Linked DNA regions of Xenopus laevis: region 2 is linked to region 1. Evidence: chromatin contacts called from public Hi-C data. All regions are on one chromosome and are shown on one strand. The core of a region is the stretch at or near the end of the contact, and the rest is flanking DNA. Distances in the headings are between cores, read along the strand shown.

The links. Hi-C and Micro-C count contacts between places; a contact is called where the count stands out from the background.
Region 2: a Hi-C map of the XL177 cell line shows a contact between it and region 1, with 6 times the contacts expected there. A contact is called at or near these places in 2 of 4 Hi-C or Micro-C datasets (the XL177 cell line and the XTC cell line).

Annotation. Positions count from the first base shown.
Region 1 is chr2L:41,277,104-41,281,917 of Xenopus_laevis_v10.1, forward strand. It overlaps cdkl5.L (cyclin-dependent kinase-like 5), which reads left to right and starts at 2,471. Exons shown (of 19, transcript XM_041581756.1): 1 at 2,471-2,640.
Region 2 is chr2L:41,471,459-41,475,970 of Xenopus_laevis_v10.1, forward strand. No RefSeq gene overlaps it. Among protein-coding and RNA genes, the nearest start is that of prdx4.L, 9.5 kb to the right of the region's middle.

The DNA of each region.
Region 1 (4,814 bases), core at 1,221-3,720:
CAACCTGTGGGTGCTGGGGTTGTTATTCACATTCACAAGTTCGCAACCTTCTGTCCCCACTTTAAAGGTCCCCATAGACGCAAAGATCTTTTGTTGGTGAACGATCGATTTCAGTGCAATCCAACCGATCCGAGGTTAGTGGGAATCGAACGATCGTGCATCTTACAATTTTCGGCCGACATCTGTCAGAGAATTGATCGGCCAGGTTAAAAAAAATTATTCGGTCCCAGTGCAATCTTTGTTTGCTGGGCCAAACAGGCAGCTACCCTCAGTTTTCCTGGCAATATCACTTGAAATGGTCTTTTTAGTTGATGGACAAATAGTACATTTAAACGATTGTTTCGAGATAATCGTGGTCTCACGATAATGAAAAGATCTTTTAAAAATCTTTACATCTATGGCCATCTTAAGTCTGGCTTCTGCCTAAAGCTGGCCATAGACACAAAGATCCGATCACATGAATCTCCGTTTCGTACGATTTTCAGGCCATGTGTGGAGAGTACCGATAATATCTCTGCATGTTTTGCCGATCTGACGATATCGTAACATATCATATCATAACTTTCGTACGATTGCTGTCAGGGGCAGAACATTGGCTGATCTGTTCTTTTACTACTTTATTTGATCTGAATGGTTAGTGGCAGGTCGGGAGATGCCACCGAACGATCGTTCGTCTGATGTGAAGGTAAATCTGCACATCTATGGCCACCTTAAAGTGAATTCATCACCTCTCTGAAAAAAACACTTTTCCTGTGGAGAGTTTGAAGACCCTGCTTGCTGCAGTGTCTGCCTGTGTTCTCCTTCCCTGAGCTCTCCCTGCCTGAGCTTTCCCTCTGTCAGTTCTCTCCCTTCTTGAGCTCTGTGGCTGCTGAAGCACCGGACTGTTCATGCTGCTCCTCCTCTCTTTACTAAATTGTTGCTGAAGGGAGCAGGAGGAGCGGAGACCCAGCAGCTACTCTCTCTCTCTTTGCTGCCTCACATGAAGCTGCAGGCTGTTATACGGCTGTTATACGGCTGCTATGTGTTAAGGGGGCAAGTCAGATGGGCTGTACATTTCAGCCCAACCTGTCAGGAACACTCAGGGGCAAATTCACTAAGATCCGAAGTTGCGCCAGCGACAGCTTCTCCGCACTTCGCCAGGCGTAGTTTCGCCAGCGCTACACAAATTCACTAAAATGCAAAGTTGCACTCAGGGAGGCGAACGGTAGCGAAGTTAATTTGTCAAGCAAAGCGAAGTTACGCTAGCGATGCCTAATTTGCATACAGCGCCAAGTTAAAGTACAATGGACGTATATTGTAGCAGCAAATACATTACACTACACAAGCCAGAGAAATCTTCATAAGATAAAATAGAGTTGTTATTTTGCCCTACACATGTGCCCACTGTATAGTTTAGGTGCCATATGTTAGGAAATGTAGGGGGGAAGGAGGGTACACCCAAAAAAATTTACGATCTTTTTCAGCCTATCACCCTTAAAAAAGTAAAAGACGCCAGTGTTTTTTTGGACATAGTAAAAATGTCAACTTTTTTTTGAAGCAATCCCTATCTACTCTACCTCCTACCTACTGGTCTGAGGTGGCGAAGGCAAGTCTGGCGCAAGAGGTAACGTTCAGTAAAATGCGCAACTTAGTGAATTAGCGTAATTACAGATGAAGCCACTTGGATTTGTGAGTTAAATGCGTCATGACTCAGGGGTAATTGAAGAAACTGTGTTATCTTAAGTCATCTTAACTCATTTAATGCATTTAACCTTTTCATTAGCATACCAAAGCTCCATTGTTCACAATGGTGAATGCTTTAATTAGATGGGTTGTTGTGACACAGTTTTCTGTGTTAAATGAGATAAATGGGATATCTGTGTTTAGTTATTCTGTGTCAAACAGACAAACCAAAGTGGCTGCATCTGTACGTCCGTTTGGCCAGAGCACAACTTCGTCTGGCGTAAGGGTGAGAAGTAGCGCTAGAGTAGGTCCACTTCGCTAGCGAATTTACGCCTGCCTCCGTTAGTAAATCGGCGCAGTAATGAAACGACGCTGGTGAATTTGCGCACATGTTCTGGCCCCGCCTCCTCCCTCTGCCAGTCAAGTAGCTGTGAGGCGGGGTTTGCAAACTGCATCCATTCCCGTCATATGTGGCCTCACATCTCCTTACACAGAGCTAGGCTGCTGCACACATTATGTCAGTGCTTCTCTCTTTTTATCTATCTCTCCGTCCTTTGTTATTGCGTTGCTGCCTGACAGGGAAAGGCTGCTGTTTCCATCTCTCCGCATACGCGCAACACACCTTACCACTTCAGAATCCAACCTGTCTATTGGCTCTCAAAGCGTTCACTCACGGAGCGAGCGTCATCACTGGTGGCTGGGAATCACGGCGGTCCGGCATTCTGTTGCTGTGGATACCTGGCTGTTGCGGAAGGAGTGGGAAGGTATTGGTGCAGAGGGCTGTCATAAACTGTGGGCGGGCCAATGGATAGGGCGGAGTTAAGACAGAAGTGGGCATGGGTCTGTTTTTTTATTTCTCTCCTGCCTTTGGTATTGAGTTGCTGCCTGATAGGGAAAGCAGCAGTAGCAGCAGCAGCATCAGGCAAGCGAAGGAGGAGGTGGGGAGAAGATCCTCGGGCAGAGCAGGGAGGAGAGGAGGTGAGTGACAGTATAGTCAACAGGAGTGGGGCTTCCCTGCCCCCTGGGCCTGAGGATCCCCCCCTATACATGTTGCATGTCAGTGCCCCTCTCCAACTCACCCACTGTTCTCTTCCCTGCAGCTTGGCTCTGCCATCAGCACCCACCCTGTAGAACCCAATGAAGCTCATCACATCTTTCTTGTATTGCCAGAAGCCTGGTCATATATACTCAGCCCTCCTGCAGAGCCCTCCAGCCAACAGCACTTCCAAAGCATCCACAGGGTGATGTCTATAGAGATCAGCTGACAGCCCTGTCCCTTCCATCCCCAATGATCCTGTCCAACACCTGCTTATTTATTGCTGCAAAAATTGTTAGAGCCCACCACCGAGAAGCACCCAGACCACTAACACCCGGTCTTTACAAGCAGCACCGGTCACTAACCTATAAACACACTATCTCTTCACCCAAGCCTATTGACCCCTCATCCTCCAAGCTGCAACCAAGCCTATTGACCCCTCATCCTCCAAGCTGCACCCAAGCCTATTGACCCCTCATCCTCCAAGCTGCACCCAAGCCTATTGACCCCTCATCCTCCAAGCTGCACCCAAGCCTATTGACCCCTCATCCTCCAAGCTGCACCCAAGCCTATTGACCCCTCATTCTCCAAGCTGCACCCAAGCCTATTGACACCCCATCCTCCAAGCTGCACCCAAGCCTATTGACCCCTCATTCTCCAAGCTGCACCCAAGCCTATTGACCCCTCATTCTCCAACCTGCACCCTAGCTTGCCAACCCCAGTTCTACCTTCCCTGTATTACTGCAGTCAGAGCACCTGGGAGCATCCCTCTGCATATTCTCTATCAGATCATGAAGCTGCCATGCTAATCACTGCTGCCTATGTATCCCTGCCCTTCTTATCAGCTGTATCTGAAACACACTGGCATTTAATAGCGAGCACAAGGCTTAGTCTCCCTCAGACCATCCCTCCCCATTCATCTATACCATAGGTAAGGTAGACGGGGCTTCACTAATAATTTCTATTGATCTGACTGCTTTATATCAACAAGCTTTTAGTTTAGAGGCATTTCTATTGTATTGTGCAGGAATGTGAGGGTAGCTAAAAACTGCCATTTTGCCAACCTGGCTGTTGCTGGAGATGTGTCCTATTTTTACACCATGGAAGATGCTGTTTCTTTCTCTCTCGCTGGTGGGTAGCATGAGTAATGCTGGATGGCATCTTGCAGTTAGGACATATTGTACATTAGGTGGGCAGCACTATTAAGTCCTTATGTCTATACTGTTTATAATAGGGGGTTTTCTTCCCCGTCATTGCGCTTTAGCAGCATGTGAGGCGCTTTTATCAGGGGATGGAGTAAAGAACAGCAATTTCCTAAGAATAAAAAAGAAGCCTAGGGAATAAACCATTCTTTTCTATGATGCCTATTATACGTTAGATACATGTTTCATCTGTTGTTTCTGTTTCTTGTACATGCAGTTATTTTCGGCAGTTTTTAAGCCACCTGATATAGTTTTAAGATGAGTTTACCTACTATGCCAGGGCTAGTGATCTACAAAAACGAAATCTAGTAGTAGATGGGCTGGTTGTGGCTACAAATGACATTGATTGAAATTGATTGATTTTTCGTTTTGGGCTTATTATTATTTTTTAGCTATTTTCCCTCTGCTCCATTTTGTTCCTGCGAACGGAATCCTAGATTTTATTCAATAAATCACCGTATATTGGATTTATGCATGTTTCATTGCTGAAATATTGTTTAACAATGTTGTGTATTTGATATGTGACATGTTTAGTTCCATAAGTAATCTGTATTTGTTTCTGCTTGTCAGCAGCTCTGTGGGCTGGGAAATTTACACACCCCATTGGTATTTTGTTTTCACTATAGGGAAAGCTATCCAGGTATCCTTCACACAGCTGCCTTGTAATTGATGGGAGTGAAAATGATGCATTATAAATCACTATACCATATGCCCTATATACAGTAGCAAGTCCAAAGATTAAGTTATAGTACATACTTTGTATCTGACAGACTAGAACTAAAGATGAGGGATATGATACATGATTATTGAAGTACATGTTTGGGATCTGTTACCCGGAAACCCATTATCCAGAAAGCTCCAAATTACAGAAAGGACATCTCCCATAGACTCCGTTTTCATACCTCTCAACATTT
Region 2 (4,512 bases), core at 1,448-3,947, 190 kb after region 1:
CACTATGTTTATTATGGATTTCTGTATAATTCCATGAGTTGTTACTGCTCCTATTCTTGTGCACACTGATGTCCCTTGGTAATGACACTTCCCTCTACCCTCCCAGACTCTGGAAGTATATATATATATATATATACATATATATATATATACACACACACACATATATATATATATATATAAATCAGCCTATTGGGTTTATTTAATGTTTACATGATTTTCTAGTAAACTTTCTGGTTCCCTGTACTATGGCTGAAGCAGAGAACTAATCAGCAACTGAAAGCTCATATTTTATACTTCAATAGTATAGTATAAATTAGCCAATAGGAGTTATCATGTACTATACATTTTCTGAGCAATATCTGTCACAACACTGAGATGAACATATTCTAAGCAACTCTTTATTTGATCTTCATTATGCTTCTATTTTTAGCCTTTTTGTTCTTCTTGTTTTTCTGTCCTGCCACTGAAAATGCTATTGGGGTCACTTTCCTTGTGTGAGGTTTCGGTTTTATTCATACAAGTATGGAACGTGTTATCCAGAATGCTCAGGTTTTTCCTGGAATAAAGAGTATTTATATAATTTGTATCTCTATATCTTAAGTCTACTTAAAAGTCATTTAAATATTAAATAAACTCAATGAACTGGTTCTTCTTCCAATAAGGATTAATTATATCTTAGTTTGGATCAAGTACAAGGTACTGTTTTATTATTATTATTTATTATTTTGCTGGTTATTAAAAGAAATATATGTCCTTGGAAAGTATCCTTAAGGATTAATGAACTGCATTGACCATTTCTCTTGGTTTCGTAGCCTACTTTTCAGCACTTGCCTTCCTCAGGTGGGAATTGCTGAAGAGCCAGATTTGCAGGGGCTGCTCTGGATCTGTCAAAGACCTGGCAGCAGAGCTATCAATCAATGCACTGGGATGGCAGTAATGAACAATATTCTTCTAGAATGTCAGGGCTGTATGGACTCCAACGGTGCACATTAAAAAGAAAGGTTTATTAGTAAGAAAAGAACAACTGTTACATGACTTTATAATCTGCTGTTCTATGATAATTATGTGAGCGGAAGGCAGAAAAACAAGTATTTTTAATGATCAAACTCTTGTGCACAGCAGAATGGACCATCCAACCTGGAAAACTTGGCCAGCCAATCCCCCACATCAAAATGTGCATTGGGATAGAAGCAAACCTTGAATACAAAGGGCCTGCACAACCCATAGTAAATCCATCTGTCAAACCCAGGCACAAGTAATGGGTCCAAACTGCTTAATGTCCATGGATATCAGATCATTTTGTGGCATGTGCCCACATAGTGTGAAATCTCCCCCATAAAATGAAGTTCTATAAATAGGGCAAAGTTTAATGGTACAAATACAATTATACAAGGTATACTTTACTAAAAAAAATACTAAATAATATAGGAAATAAAAATGTAATGCTGTAGAGGTATTGGATCCGTTATCCAGAAAGCTCTGAATTACACAAAGCTCATCTCCCATAGACTCCATTTTATTCAAATAATCCAAATTTTTTAATAATAAAACAGTACCTTGTACTTGATCCCAACTAAGATATAATTAATCCTTATTGGAAGCAAAACCAGCCTATTGGGTTTATTTCATGTTTAAACACATTTCTAGTAGACTTAAGGCATGAAGACCCAAATTACGCAAAGATCCGTTATCCAGAAAACCCCAGGTCCCGAGCATTCTGGATAACAGGTCCCATACCTGTATATTTGCACTGTTATAATTAGATAAAAACATTATGTAATGCAATTGTTTATAACAATTAGTGGGTTATCTGTGATGAGATATACAGTAGAACCCCATTTTATGTTTTTCAGGGGACCAGGAAAAAATGTAAAATCAGAAATGTGTTAAAGTAACGTTTTCTTCAAGTACTGAAAGGATATAAGCAAATGAGTCTGTTTTACTTTGAGATACAATATTTACTGTGTTAATAACAAGGGTGGCATGTGCAAGACTCTCTGTCAGTCACATACACAACCTAAAGCAATAAGTGATTGGTGCAGGACTGTATAAGGGCAGACTTATTGGAATTCACCATTTACAGGCAGAACCATGGCAAATTATATATCTGGTTAATATTTTAAACCTATTTATTTCACAAATAATAACATTCATAGCAGAAAAAAAAGCAGTTTTTGGGAACACCAGGACAACATTTTGTCATACAATCTGGGGAAACATTAATTAAAATCAGGGAAATGCATTATAAATTGGTGGGACCACAAATGAAAAAATGTATAATACGGGAAAACTTAAAGTCAAGGTTAGGGATGGGCGAATTTGACCCGTTTCGTCAAAAATTTGCCGGCGGCGAAATGACGCACAACGCCATACAAGTATATGGGCGTCATTTCCGAGGCGAAAAAATTCACCCATCTTAAAATTGAGTTTTCACTGTATACAGAAGAATATTGTTTAAATTATTTTTTTTTAGTAGCCTTAAAGTATGGAGATCCAAATTACGGAAAGATCCCCTATTGGGAAAACCACAGGTCCCGAGCATTCTAGATAACAGGTCCCATACCTGTACAATCAAACCGATGGGCTTGTATAAGGCAGCAATAGTCAGGTTATAGTGTGTTAGGAGAAGCAGCACCATCTAGTGATCTCAAGTGAGAAGAGGATATTCTGCAGCAGCGAGCGTGATCTCTGATTTGAATCCAAATATGCTGAGAATGAATTTCTTTACGCAGAGCCGTTGGAGTTTCCGGGCAGGTGAGAGTAAATGTGGGTAACGTCGCTGTGTCTGAGGCCTCAGTCCTCACTGATATTGCTGTATTCCAGGAAGTGCACAGGATGTACAGGAAGTAGTCACAGATTCATAACAACATTCCTACATATCACTGAATTCTATTCAGGCCCTCCATGTTACAGTACTAAAAACTATGCATTATATGAAATATGTTCTTATCTGCTAATTGTATAGCACAGACACGTTTATGCAGCTCTTTATAGAGATTATATGTCCCACCTTCCACAACCCCCACCCATTTATGACCCACAAATTACACTGTTACATCTCTTAGGCTCCCCCTCTGCCACTACGCCCCTTACAGCAATACCCCCTGTGCTCCCCTGATGGTGGTCCTTTATCCTAGTATCCTTTATCCTAGTAGCACTTTATACTGTAAATATGGTCATTCATATATAAATACCTTGTCTCAGCACTGTACACACAGCATATTCACTCCTCCTAAAGTGCTCCAGTACTGTGCAGCCTCCATACATCCTATTTTAATGCCCCCCAGTGGTAGTACATTACTGTATAGTTAGGAAGTAGGTGAAATGTACTGCACATTATACATATTTCCTAACTATTCCCTTTTTTTGTGCACAATGAAAAACCCACATAAAAATAGTTTCTATACATACAGTTAGGTCCATAAATCTTTGGACAGAGACAACTTTTTTCTAATTTTGGTTCTGTACATTACCACAATGAATTTTAAATGAAACAACTCAGATGCAGTTGAACTGCAGACTTTCAGCTTTAATTCAGTGGGTTGAACAAAAAGATTGCACAAAAATGTGAGAAACTAAAGCCTTCTTTTAACACAATCACTTCATTTCAATTGGACAATTGACTCAAAGGCTATTTCATGGGCAGGTGTGGGCAATCCATTTGTTATGTCATTATCAATGAAGCAGATAAAAGCCCTGCAGTAAATTTGAAGGGGAGGGCTTGTATGTGGAAGATTTTAGACAACATGCGGTCAAAGAAACTCTCCATGCAGGTGAAACAAGCCATCCTTAAGCTGCATAAACAGAAAAACTCATCCGAGAAATTGCTACAATTTTAGGAGTGGCAATATCTAGTTTGGTAAATCCTGAGAAAGTAAGAAAGCACTCGACGTCCACGGAAGATTCAGTGGTGGATGATCGCAGAATCATTTCCATGGTGAAGAGAAACCCCTTCACAACAGCCAAACAAGTGAACAACACTCTCCAGGAGGTAGGTGTATCGATATCCAAGTCTACCATAAAGAGAAGACTGCATGAAAGTAAATACAGAGGGTGCACTGCATACTCATAAGTATCAAGAATTCAAAGGCTAGATTGGACTTTGCTAAAACACATCTAAAAAAGCCAACACAGTTCTGGAAAAACATTCTTTGGACAGAGACAAGATAGACTTCTACCAGAATGATGACAAGAAAAAAGTATGGAGAAGGCGTGGAACTGCTCATGATCCAAAGCATACCACATCATCTATAAAACATGGCGGAGGCAGTGTGATGGCTTGGGCGTGCATGGCTGCCAGTGGCACTGGGACACTAGTGTTTATCCATGATGTGACACAGGACAGAAGCAGCCGAATTAATTCTGATGTGTTCAGAGACATACTGTCTGCTCAAATCCAGCTAAATCCAGTCCAATTGATTGGGAGGCATTTCATAATGACCCAAAACATACAGCCAAAGCAACTCAGGAGTTTATTAAAGTAAAGAAGTCGAATATTCTTGAATGTGC